Regions from separate parts of the Sus scrofa genome. Here all the other regions are linked to region 2. Evidence: chromatin contacts called from public HiChIP or PLAC-seq data. All regions are on one chromosome and are shown on one strand. Each heading gives the region's core, a stretch centred on a gene start, on an enhancer-like site or on the middle of the called end of the contact. The rest is flanking DNA. Distances are from core to core; before and after follow the strand shown.

Region 1 (3,370 bases), core at 498-2,997, 150 kb after region 2:
TACATTTCTAACTTATACTACAGTTACTTTGGCAGAGAGCCCTATAAAAGAGTCTCCCATGTGAGCACAAGGATCGTGATTTTTGTTCTCTGCCGTATGTACGACCAGCAACTAGAACAGTGCCTTGTACATGGCAAGCATTCAAGTACATTAACTATGTGAATAAAAAAGTACTGTATTTTAGACATTCTTGGGAAGATACAAATAAGGATAACACAAAACAGTTAATGAAGATATTAAGTAAATGATTACAGAAATCTTAATAAAGGCTTGCTGATAAGGACAACGATTTCCATCATACATGGCCTAATTCAAAATTGTATCACCCAAAGATGATTCTCTTCAATGCTCTGGAAGCTAAATACTGACTTAAAAAGTCATTTTATAAGACAGTAGGAAAACATCAGTTTTACTTCACATATATCTTCTATGAGTCAGTAAAAAGATTTTTGAAAAGTGGTAGTTTTAAGTGATAACCACCACTCCCACCCCCCCAACCCTGACATATGGAAGTTATCACGCCAGGGATCAAACCCACACCACAGCAGTAGCCAGGGCCACAGTATTAACAACGCTGGGTCCTTAGCTCGCTGAGCCACCAGGGAACTCCATGATAAAACTTTTGATAGATTCAATATATACTTGAAAAGAAATGCAGCTTCTCAAGCCATGTAGTATAAAGAAAACATCTGCTTTTCCTGGCTTTAAAATTCAAAAAAGCTTAATAGCTACCTGAAACTTAACTGACCAAAACAGAAACTGAAAGTTAAAAAGTATGCTGTAGGCATAAGTATGTACAAGTTAATATTACTTAACATTTCTAAGCTCTGAAAGGCTTTTTTAAAATAAATACAACAATCTCATAGTTTTGGTTTCAAAAACTGATTTGGTCTCAACATACACTTAAAGTAACTCGCTACACTGTTCAACCAGTCAGAAAAGCCTAGGGCTAGCTGAATCAGCACGGTGACAAAACTCTTAAGAATCATTCTAAATACCAGTTCCCATAAAATGAGAATCCTGACATCACATCTGGGCAAAGTTGAGACTGTCTTCGCGCTTTTGCAGAAACTACACAACACAGCACGCCCTTCTACACCTCGATCAAAGGAATGGCTGCTCTATTCCCACTACCAAGAAACAGGAAACGAGGTGGTCCTCCTAGAAGGAAAAAGAAGCTGAAACTAACAAACCCATTAAGTGATCTCTAACTGTTTTTCTTCCAGGCAGCACATTTACATTTTAAAAAGGCAGTCCCGCTCAGCACGAAAAGATGGACGGAAGTAGGGTGACTCCTGTTCTTCCCCGGGTTAAAGGTCGGAGTCACGGCCCCTCAAGCCTTCTTTCCCCAAGAACAAAGCGGAGTTTCTCGCTTCCGTGCCGACTCAGGACCCAGCAGTGACTCAGCGGTAGGACATGCGCGGCCCAAAACCGCAAGTTTAGCCTCGAGAATCACAGCGAGAGGCTGGGGAGGCCAAGAGATCCTCAGGCCCCGCCAGACTTGGGTTCCTGGGGAGCCCCCATGACACGGCAGAACCCAAGCCCAGACCGGGCCCTGGGCCCGCCCACCCGTAACCCCGATCCGACGTCCCACAACCACACAGACCTGTCGTACTCAGACCGGGTAAGAAACATGGTAACGGCAGGACAAAGCGACAGCGGCTACGCGGGGATTCTAAGGGCCAACACGAGTCCACCGGCACCCAGATCACCCACACCGCCACACCACTGAGGTCCCGCTCCCAACTGCGCGTGCGCCGGCGACCCCTTAAGCCCGCCCTCCTGCGTCAGCCTCCTATTGGTTGGTCGGAGTTCCCGCCGAGGTGATTGGACTAACGCGCTCCCCCGCCAGGCCTCGGTTGGTCCTGGGCGAGCTGGGCAAAGGTCGCTCTTCCGCTTTAAATCGCGAGTGGTTGCTAGGGGCGCTCGGAGCTGAAGGCAGGTGCTGAGAGTTCGCTTTTTCGAGAATGTGTGACCACGTCCCAAGGTTGGCAACTGGGAGAACTTGTATAGAAAGTTGAGCTGACTGAACCCTTGGCTGGATAGACTCCTCGCCGACTCCCGCAATCCCCGCCAGAGCACATGGGTCCCAGTCTCTCTTCGCCCTCTACCCTCCCGGCGTTTCGCAAGATCCCTGGCTCGTCCCGCTCCGGCGCGGATTTCCTCCAGGGCTCGACGTGAGAGGTGATGGGGTGCGCTACGGTGCATTCGGGCTCGTTTGTTGAGAAAAGTTAGTGAGGTTTAGTCATTAGGAAACCCTTCAAGCTTACGCACCGCACCATCAAGGTAATTTTCCCAGCATTTCCTTCCATTCCTCTCCCCAACCCCTGCCCCCTGTACAGGTTTTCGACTTGGTGACCCAGAACTCTGAATCCTGGCTTCAAATTGTTCACTGCCTTTTTCTATTATTCATGAAGAATTAGCTGGCAATGCCATCTTTTTGTGTGTTTCTTGCTTCCCTTCCCTAAGGGTAGAAAAGCAACTTCATAGCTTCATAGCTATGAACGAATGAGTTATTTGCTCAGGAAAGCCAGTTAGGAAGTCATTTAGTGGGCAGTTTATGACTAAAAGAGAAACGCCAGCGTTCTGTTTCCGGTAATGAGACACCACTAGGCAAGGCCTCAACCTCTCCAGGCCTGTCTCTCTCAAGCGAAGTTCATAACTTGGCCCTAGATTAGGTTTGTAAATGACCAAGGCATTTCAGTGGTAGAGGAAATGTAGAAATAAGACATTTTGGATATTGATATTTATTTTTCCCATCGTTTTATTTGCTACATTCTTGAGTTCACCAGGAATTTCATTTTGTGGTTCCCTAGCCAAAAGAAGTTTGACCCTGATAAAACTGAGGAGACACTCCAAGTGGCAATCCTCAAGGATCTGTTAGATTTCTGAGAAAAGAATTATATCCTTTAGGTTTCTGGTTAGCTCATGTGGCCTTACTATTGAAAAATGTTAGTTAAGTTCACTATGCTTGCTCTTTTGAAGTTCTTTTGAAATTACTGGGGAGTTCCCGTCCTAGCTTAGGGGTTAATGAATCTGACGAGCATCCATGAGGACGCAGGTTCAACCCTTGGCCTTGCTCAGTGGGTCGGGGATCTGGCGTTGCTGTGAGCTGTGGTATAGGTTGCAGACATGGCTTGGATCCTGCATTGCTGTGGCTGTAGTGTAGGTCAGCCACTACAGCTCCAATTCGCCCCTGGCCTGGGAACCTCCATATGCCTTGGGTGCAGCCCTAAGAAGCAAAAAAATAAAAAAAATTTTAAAAAAAAGAAAGAAATTACTATGTAGGAACTCTATATATACCTACATAAACATTACCTATATACCTGTATAGGTACTCGAGCTTAATAATATTTCCTGAACATCCAGG
Region 2 (3,087 bases), core at 218-2,717:
CATCTTAGCGCAGTGGAAATGAATCCTACTAGGAATCATGAGGTTGTGAGTTCTATCCCTGGCCTTGCTCAGTGGGTTAAGGATCCAGCATTGCCGTGAGCTGTGGTGTAGGTCGCAGATGTGGCTCGGATCTGGCGTTGCTGTGGCTGTGGTGTAGGCCAGCAGCAACAGCTCCAATTCAACCCCTAGCCCTGGGAACCTCCATATGCCACGGGAGTGGCCCTAGAAAAGGCAAAAAGACAAAAAAAAAGAAAAAAGAAGAAAAGAAATTCTGGAGCTTTTCAATCCCCTCATTTTACTAAAAGAAACTGAGGCACAAGCATTTGACCAAGGTGTCCCAAAGCTAGAGGGTGGTGGGCTTGGAGGAGAAAAGCCCTGGCCTCCTCCCTAGGCCAGCCCTCTCACCACCAGCCTCAGCCTTGTGCTGCTCCCATGGTTGGCTCCCACAGTTCCCCGTCCGTCCGGGGAAGGACGGAGCTGGCAAGAGGGCATCTATTCAGACAAGAGGCCCTGATGGAGCAGTCTAGGACTGGGGAACCTGTGTTAAAACTTGGCTCCACCCCTAGCACAGCCTCATGACCTGTACAAGTTTCACCCTCTCTAGGCCTCAGAAGCAGCTAAGTGTGTTTATACCAGCTGGCTTTGGCTCTGACACTCCTGGCTTACCTCCCCCAGAAAAGCCCAGGTGGCCTCGGAATTGAGGCTGGGGTCATCATTCTGCACTGCATTCTGCAGCTGGACCCCAAGGGGGGCAGCCTGATTAGATCACAGCTTTGCCAAGGCGAGGGGTAGGGGTAGGGGTAGGGGTCCGGGTCAGGGTAGGGGTGGAGGTTGGGGAGAGGGGCTCAGGACCTTTCTGTGTGTTCCCAGGGAAACAGAGTGTTTCTCTGGGCGGTGGGGGAGACTTTATACTATTGAGCAGGGCCATTTTAGCTCAGTCTGACCCGAGAGCTGTGGAGGGGACAGCCACAAGGGCTCTTCTCAGCAGCTAGCAACATCCAGCCTTTCTGAGCGGTGTGAGGTGGACACACGGTCTGAGAGCCCTTCAAAATATTTTGAAAACCCCTAAGCATACTTAGGGGTTACTGCCACCATTATTATCATTGCTGTCTGGCTTCTGATTAATTTCTCTCTAGACTATTGTAGGGATCTGGCATCGGCCCAGGGGCAGGCCTGGGGTGCGGTTCGTTAGGGGCAGGGGCGTCTGGACTGCGGGAATTCTAGAGACTCTTGCGGAGGAGGAAGCTGGGCGGGGCCCACCTCCTTTGGTGCGGCTGGCATCGCCACTTTAAGGCGGCGGCGGCGCGAGCAGGTCTATGGTAATGAGCCGCCGCCGCCGCCGCCACCGCTCTGCAGAGCTCGCCCGCCCGCCAGCCTGGAAGGCGAGGGAGCGTGGGGCTGGGCCCGGGGCCGCGGCGACAGCAGCGGCAGCGCCGGCGGGGACGCGGGGCACGAGCGGGCGGCGCGGGGCCGTCAGGGGCGGCCGGGTCCCGGCCAGGGTCCGGGTGCAAAGCTCCGCGGGCGCAGGTGGGCTATCCCGCGGGGGCGAGGGGCACTCCAAGGACCGGGGGACCGGCAGGGCCAAGGGCGCGGGGCCCGCGGGCGCAGGTGGAGAGAGCCGGGTGTGCAAGTAGAGGCGCCGCGCCAGCCGGTGGTGGTCGGGGTGACCCGGGTCGCGGGCCCGGCTCGGGGAACGGTGGGAGCCGGGGCGCGTGGGAGCGCGCAGCGCCAGGCCCTGTTGAGGCATTAAGGAGCAGGCCCTGCGGGGCGCACGAGTGGACCCCGGGGACTGGCGCCCCGGCCTGGGCATGAGGCGCGGCGGGGCCGGCAGGAGCGGGAGGAGGAGCCGCCGCCGCCGTTGACCCGGCCGGCCGGGAAGTGGGAGAGATGCGGAGCCCGGCGGCCCGCGCCCCCCTTCCAACGCCGCTGCCGCCGCTGCTGCTACTGCTGCTGCTGCTGCTGCTGCGGCCACTGCTGGGAGACCAAGTGGGGCCCTGTCGTTCCCTGGGGCCCGGGGGACGCGGCTCCTCGGGGGCTTGCGCCCCCGTGGGCTGGCTCTGTCCAGACTCATCCTCGAACCTCTGGCTCTACACCAGCCGCTGCAGGGATGCGGGGACCGAACTGACTGGCCATCTGGTGCCCCACCACGATGGCCTGAGGGTCTGGTGTCCAGAATCTGGGGCCCACATCCCCCTGCCGCCAGCCCGGGAAGGCTGCCCCTGGAGCTGTCGTCTTCTGGGCATTGGAGGCCACCTTTCCTCACAGGGCAAGCTCACCCTGCCTCATGAGCACCTGTGTTTAAAGGCCCCGCGGCTGAGATGCCAGTCTTGTAAGCTAGTGCAGACTCCAGGGTTCAGGGCAGGGGACAGCTCGGCAGAAGAGTCCATGGGTGGGCGTCGGAAAAGGAATGTGAATACAGCCCCCCAGTTCCAGCCCCCCAGCTACCAGGCCACAGTGCCCGAGAATCAGCCAGCAGGTACTCCTGTGGCATCTCTGCGGGCCATCGACCCGGATGAGGGTGAGGCAGGTCGGCTTGAGTACACTATGGATGCCCTCTTCGATAGCCGCTCCAACCATTTCTTCTCCCTGGACCCAGTCACCGGTGCAGTAACCACAGTCGAGGAGCTGGATCGTGAGACCAAGAGCACCCATGTCTTCAGGGTCACGGCACAGGATCACGGCATGCCCCGACGCAGTGCCCTGGCCACGCTCACCATCCTGGTGACTGACACCAATGATCATGACCCAGTTTTTGAGCAGCTGGAGTATAAGGAGAGCCTCAGGGAGAACCTGGAGGTTGGCTATGAGGTTCTCACTGTCAGAGCCACAGATGGTGATGCCCCTCCCAATGCCAATATTCTGTACCGCTTGCTGGAGGGCCCTGGGGGCGGGCCCTCTGAAGTCTTTGAGATTGACCCTCGCTCTGGGGTGATCCGAACCCGAGGCCCAGTGGATCGGGAAGAGGTGGAATCCTACCAGTTGACAGTGGAAGCAAGTGACCAGGGTCGGGACCCTGGTCCACGGAGTGCCACAGCTGCTGTTTTCCTGTCTGTGGAGGATGATAATGACAATGCCCCCCAGTTCAGT
Region 3 (3,469 bases), core at 397-2,896, 200 kb after region 2:
ATTTCCATCAAAACATCATTCCACTCCTCTCCACTCTGCACACTCCCCCCCCCACCCCGCCCCCCACAGTGGAGTCTGCAGGCTGAGGAGTTGTTCCTGGCAGGCCCCAGGCTGGTGACATCTCCTCTTTTGGTGGCACCAATTAGTCCAAAGTCATTAAGACTCATTAGTAAATTTAGAGCAAACTCAAAAGGCGCGAGATAGTAGCTTCCACAATGCTGTTTCCATTTGCTCTCCTACCATCTGTGACCTAGACAGGCTTCCTGTCAGGAGATGAGAGCTACGTGCTTTGCCGAACAAACTTGCACCTCTTTCCCCTTCCAACAGTCAGTCACATGCTACCTTTACATCCCCTAGAAAAATACACTTAGGCACAATATTACATTCAATGTCACCAGGTTCCCGGACCTTTTGGGAATCATCTGTGGTTCTCAGGTTAAGAATCTCTGCCCTCGGAGATTATATTGAAGTACTTAACTTTCCCTGGGTGAATATGAGAAGAAAGTCCGAGGTCTTGACATCACAGACCTTGACTTATTCGACTCCAATTTGTTTTCCCCATAGATGAAATAATGAATACAGGGTGAAGTGTAAGTTGTTGAGGAGGGAAAAGAGAATCAGTTCTCTCTTTTCTGATGTGATGGTGTTGGGGGGTGGGCTTTTGTCTCTTGATTGTGTGAAGGTGGGAAGGAATGTTATCAGCTGAGAAGAAGAAAGAGGTGGATGATTAAGGTTTTCCCAGGCCTTAGCAAGGAAAATGACAGATCTGATGAGAAATCACCCTATGCCGAGGCTCTGGTAGCAACCCTTCCAGCAGAGAAAATATTCGTTAGAAAAAGAAGCCAAATTGATGGATGAAGCCAGGGTCCAGCCAGGGTTTGGGAAGAGGCAGCACAGGGTATTGATCGCAGTTCTCGGGAGGAGAGAGACGGATCAGCAGAGATGCTGCAAACACCAGCAGCCTCGGGGCCACCCCAGTTCCGGGGCTGGCTCGGGCTCGGAGATAGCTTTCTGTCATCCTGACAGGTAATCTTGGTTAGCTCAGCTAAGTCCTCCCAAACCTAGACAACGCCACTCCAATCCTCTGCTCTGCATCAGGGCAGCGTGGGTTTCCCACACAGGAGGCACAACACGAGAGTTGATGACCCTCCCCCACTCCAACCCTTGTGTCCTTCAGCACATCCTACAGACCCCCTCCCTTTGCCCTTCGGATTCACAGCGCCCACCTCACTGCACCTACCCTATTCGATCTACAGGGAAGCGAAGTCGCTTCGTGGCCGCCAGCCCAGGAAGGGGCGCCAGCCAGCTGGCGGAAGCACAGCTTAAAGGGGCGTCTTGGGCAGAGAGAGGTTTGAGACTGAGGTTTGTGAGCAGTGAGCTTGGGATAATGAGCTGGTAGCACAAAGGATGTGTGCACAAGGGTTAGGAGCAGAGGTCCTGGGGCTTTGGTCTCTTTACCCCCCTCTCCTGCAATTGTGCATTTCGAGGGGCTCTTGCTGCGAGCTCCGTAGGCAAATGCACCACCTCTAAGACTACATTTCCCAGAAGGCTACTCAAGAGGGAGAGTGAAGTGAAGGCGTCCAGTGCTGCGCTTGCGCAAAGAGTGAGCTGAAAAGGTGGGCAGGAGAGGAGAGGCGTGCCCGCGGCGAGGATGGGGGGAGGGGGCCGCGCGGCGGCGGCGCCGGGGCGGGCGCGCGTCCGCGGCGGTGATGGCGGTGCGTGAACGCGCGGCGGCAGCAATGGCCGCTCTGGAGCGGCGGGTGCCGAGTCTCGATGACTTCGCGGGACAGAGCTGGAGCTCGTGGGTGGAGCGGGCCGAGCTGCCTGCGGCCGACGGTGAGTGAAGCTCCCCTAGAGTCCAAGGACCCCATCACTGTCTCCCCTCCCCCCCTCCGGGCCCCCGCCAGCAGAGGGGAGCCGCCGACGGGAGCCGCCGTCCGGCTCCCCGGCCCCCCAAACAAAGGACCCGCCGGGTCCTAGTGCCCGCCTGCTCCGCCACCTTCGCGCCTCCGGGTCCTAGTGCCGACTCTCCGCCAGCAGCCCACCCTGCCCACCTCTGCCTCTGCCGTTGCCCAATACCTGCCCCCACATCTGCTTGCCTTTATGTTTCTCCTTGCTTGCTATCCTCCAGCTTCCGCCTCTCCTGCACCTGCCTCGAGCTTTCCCTATCTGCAGCAGTCCTCTCCACGTGTTTCCCACGCACCCCACTTCTGTGCCCCCCTCCCAGTCCCCCTTGTTTCTTCGCCTTCTGCCCCACACCTCCTGCTCCTTTTTGGCATTTGCCTGCTGGCTGCAGTGCCACCGGACCCCCCCTCCTCCGCATTAGTTCGTTGGTCCATCCATTTATCCATCCTCCCTTCCTCCCTCCTTCTGTCCATCCATCCATGCCTCCAGCCCTCCATCCTTTCCCGGGCCTCTCACCCTGCCTCCCAGGCTCTCTCTCCTGACCCTCACCTTCTCTAGGCCCCCGAGTGCTTTTGGTGAGCGGCCTGACAGCCCCTTCTCCTGATCTTTGTCTCCTGGACCCCAGGGGGCATCTGGCCTCGTGGCCTTTAGGGTGACAGCAGGCATCACGCCCCTGAAGAAGTTTACAAGTGAGAAGAGGTGAAGGAGGAGACCACATGGAGCGGTCTCTGATGACACTTGTTCTCCTCTGAGACATCCAACTCCCAGCTCAGTTCTGTCCATCGCTGCATTTTAACCAACTTAAGGGTGGGAGCTGGCCCTCGGTTCTTGCATGCCTAACCCACCGCCCCTCATAGCTGGAGATTATATAAGACTGTCAGTGTTCTTCTCATTCTAGAAAGGGGCAAGTCTATTAGTAGGTGTCAGAAGCAGACCTAAGTGGAAGCCCAGGCCACCTCAGAACTGCCCCATGCTGGGTGGGCAAGGATGGGGCCATTGTCAGGGTCTGGGTGCAATGAGAACCGGAAATGGAATCAGACGGGTTTGGTGACTCAGAATTGATTTTTTTTTTCCAAGGGACAGGGAGGGGGCGTAGAGGAGGAAGGGGAGAGAAGTAAGGCAGGGGGATGGGGAGAGAGCTGCTTTGCACAGCTAAGATGTTTTGTCATCAACAAAAACTGAGGTACAAGGGCAACCCTTGCCCACCCCCCCCCAAAGAGGAAAAGGGCTTGTGTGGATGACCAGGGGGACTTTGAAGATGTCCAAACACCCAAGACAGCAGTTTCTCTGCTCTGTGGCCATCCTCTCAACACAGGACCTGAGAAGCTGGGTGTAACTTTGACAGTGTCATAGCCACCCAGGTGGAACAGAATTGGGGATGGGGACCTGGGAGAGTATGTGTTTGGGATTCCACAGAAAAGCAGAAAGGACCCACCTGAGACATCTCAAGAAGAGACTTGGGGATCTGTAGTAAAATATATTAAGGACTGTTTCCTATTTAAGTGAGGAAGTAAGCCCAGAAAAGCGATACATTACCTGTAGTCACCCAACTAGTCAGCAGTGG

Evidence for each region. HiChIP or PLAC-seq counts read pairs in DNA pulled down with a chosen protein or histone mark.
Region 1: an H3K27ac HiChIP or PLAC-seq map of alveolar macrophages shows a contact between it and region 2. The contact joins the promoter of PSMA5 here to the promoter of CELSR2 in region 2. A contact is called at or near these places in 1 of 47 Hi-C or Micro-C datasets (blood) and 1 of 2 datasets of contacts at active chromatin or transcription factors (alveolar macrophages).
Region 3: a contact with region 2 is called in an H3K27ac HiChIP or PLAC-seq map of skeletal muscle, with 5 times the contacts expected there. The contact joins the promoter of ATXN7L2 here to the promoter of CELSR2 in region 2. A contact is called at or near these places in 3 of 5 promoter capture datasets (fetal skeletal muscle and liver) and 2 of 2 datasets of contacts at active chromatin or transcription factors (alveolar macrophages and skeletal muscle).

What each region holds. Positions count from the first base shown.
Region 1 is chr4:110,693,806-110,697,175 of Sscrofa11.1, reverse strand. PSMA5 (proteasome subunit alpha 5) reads right to left here and starts at 1,747. Exons shown (of 9, transcript NM_001144901.1): 1 at 1,607-1,747. The coding sequence starts at 1,635. It overlaps LOC102167065 (a long non-coding RNA gene), which reads left to right and starts at 1,837. Exons shown (of 2, transcript XR_303194.3): 1 at 1,837-2,286.
Region 2 is chr4:110,843,734-110,846,820 of Sscrofa11.1, reverse strand. It overlaps CELSR2 (cadherin EGF LAG seven-pass G-type receptor 2), which reads left to right and starts at 1,467. Exons shown (of 35, transcript XM_021090085.1): 1 at 1,467-3,087. The coding sequence starts at 1,888.
Region 3 is chr4:110,644,258-110,647,726 of Sscrofa11.1, reverse strand. It overlaps ATXN7L2 (ataxin-7-like protein 2), which reads left to right and starts at 1,646. Exons shown (of 11, transcript XM_021090075.1): 1 at 1,646-1,836. The coding sequence starts at 1,710.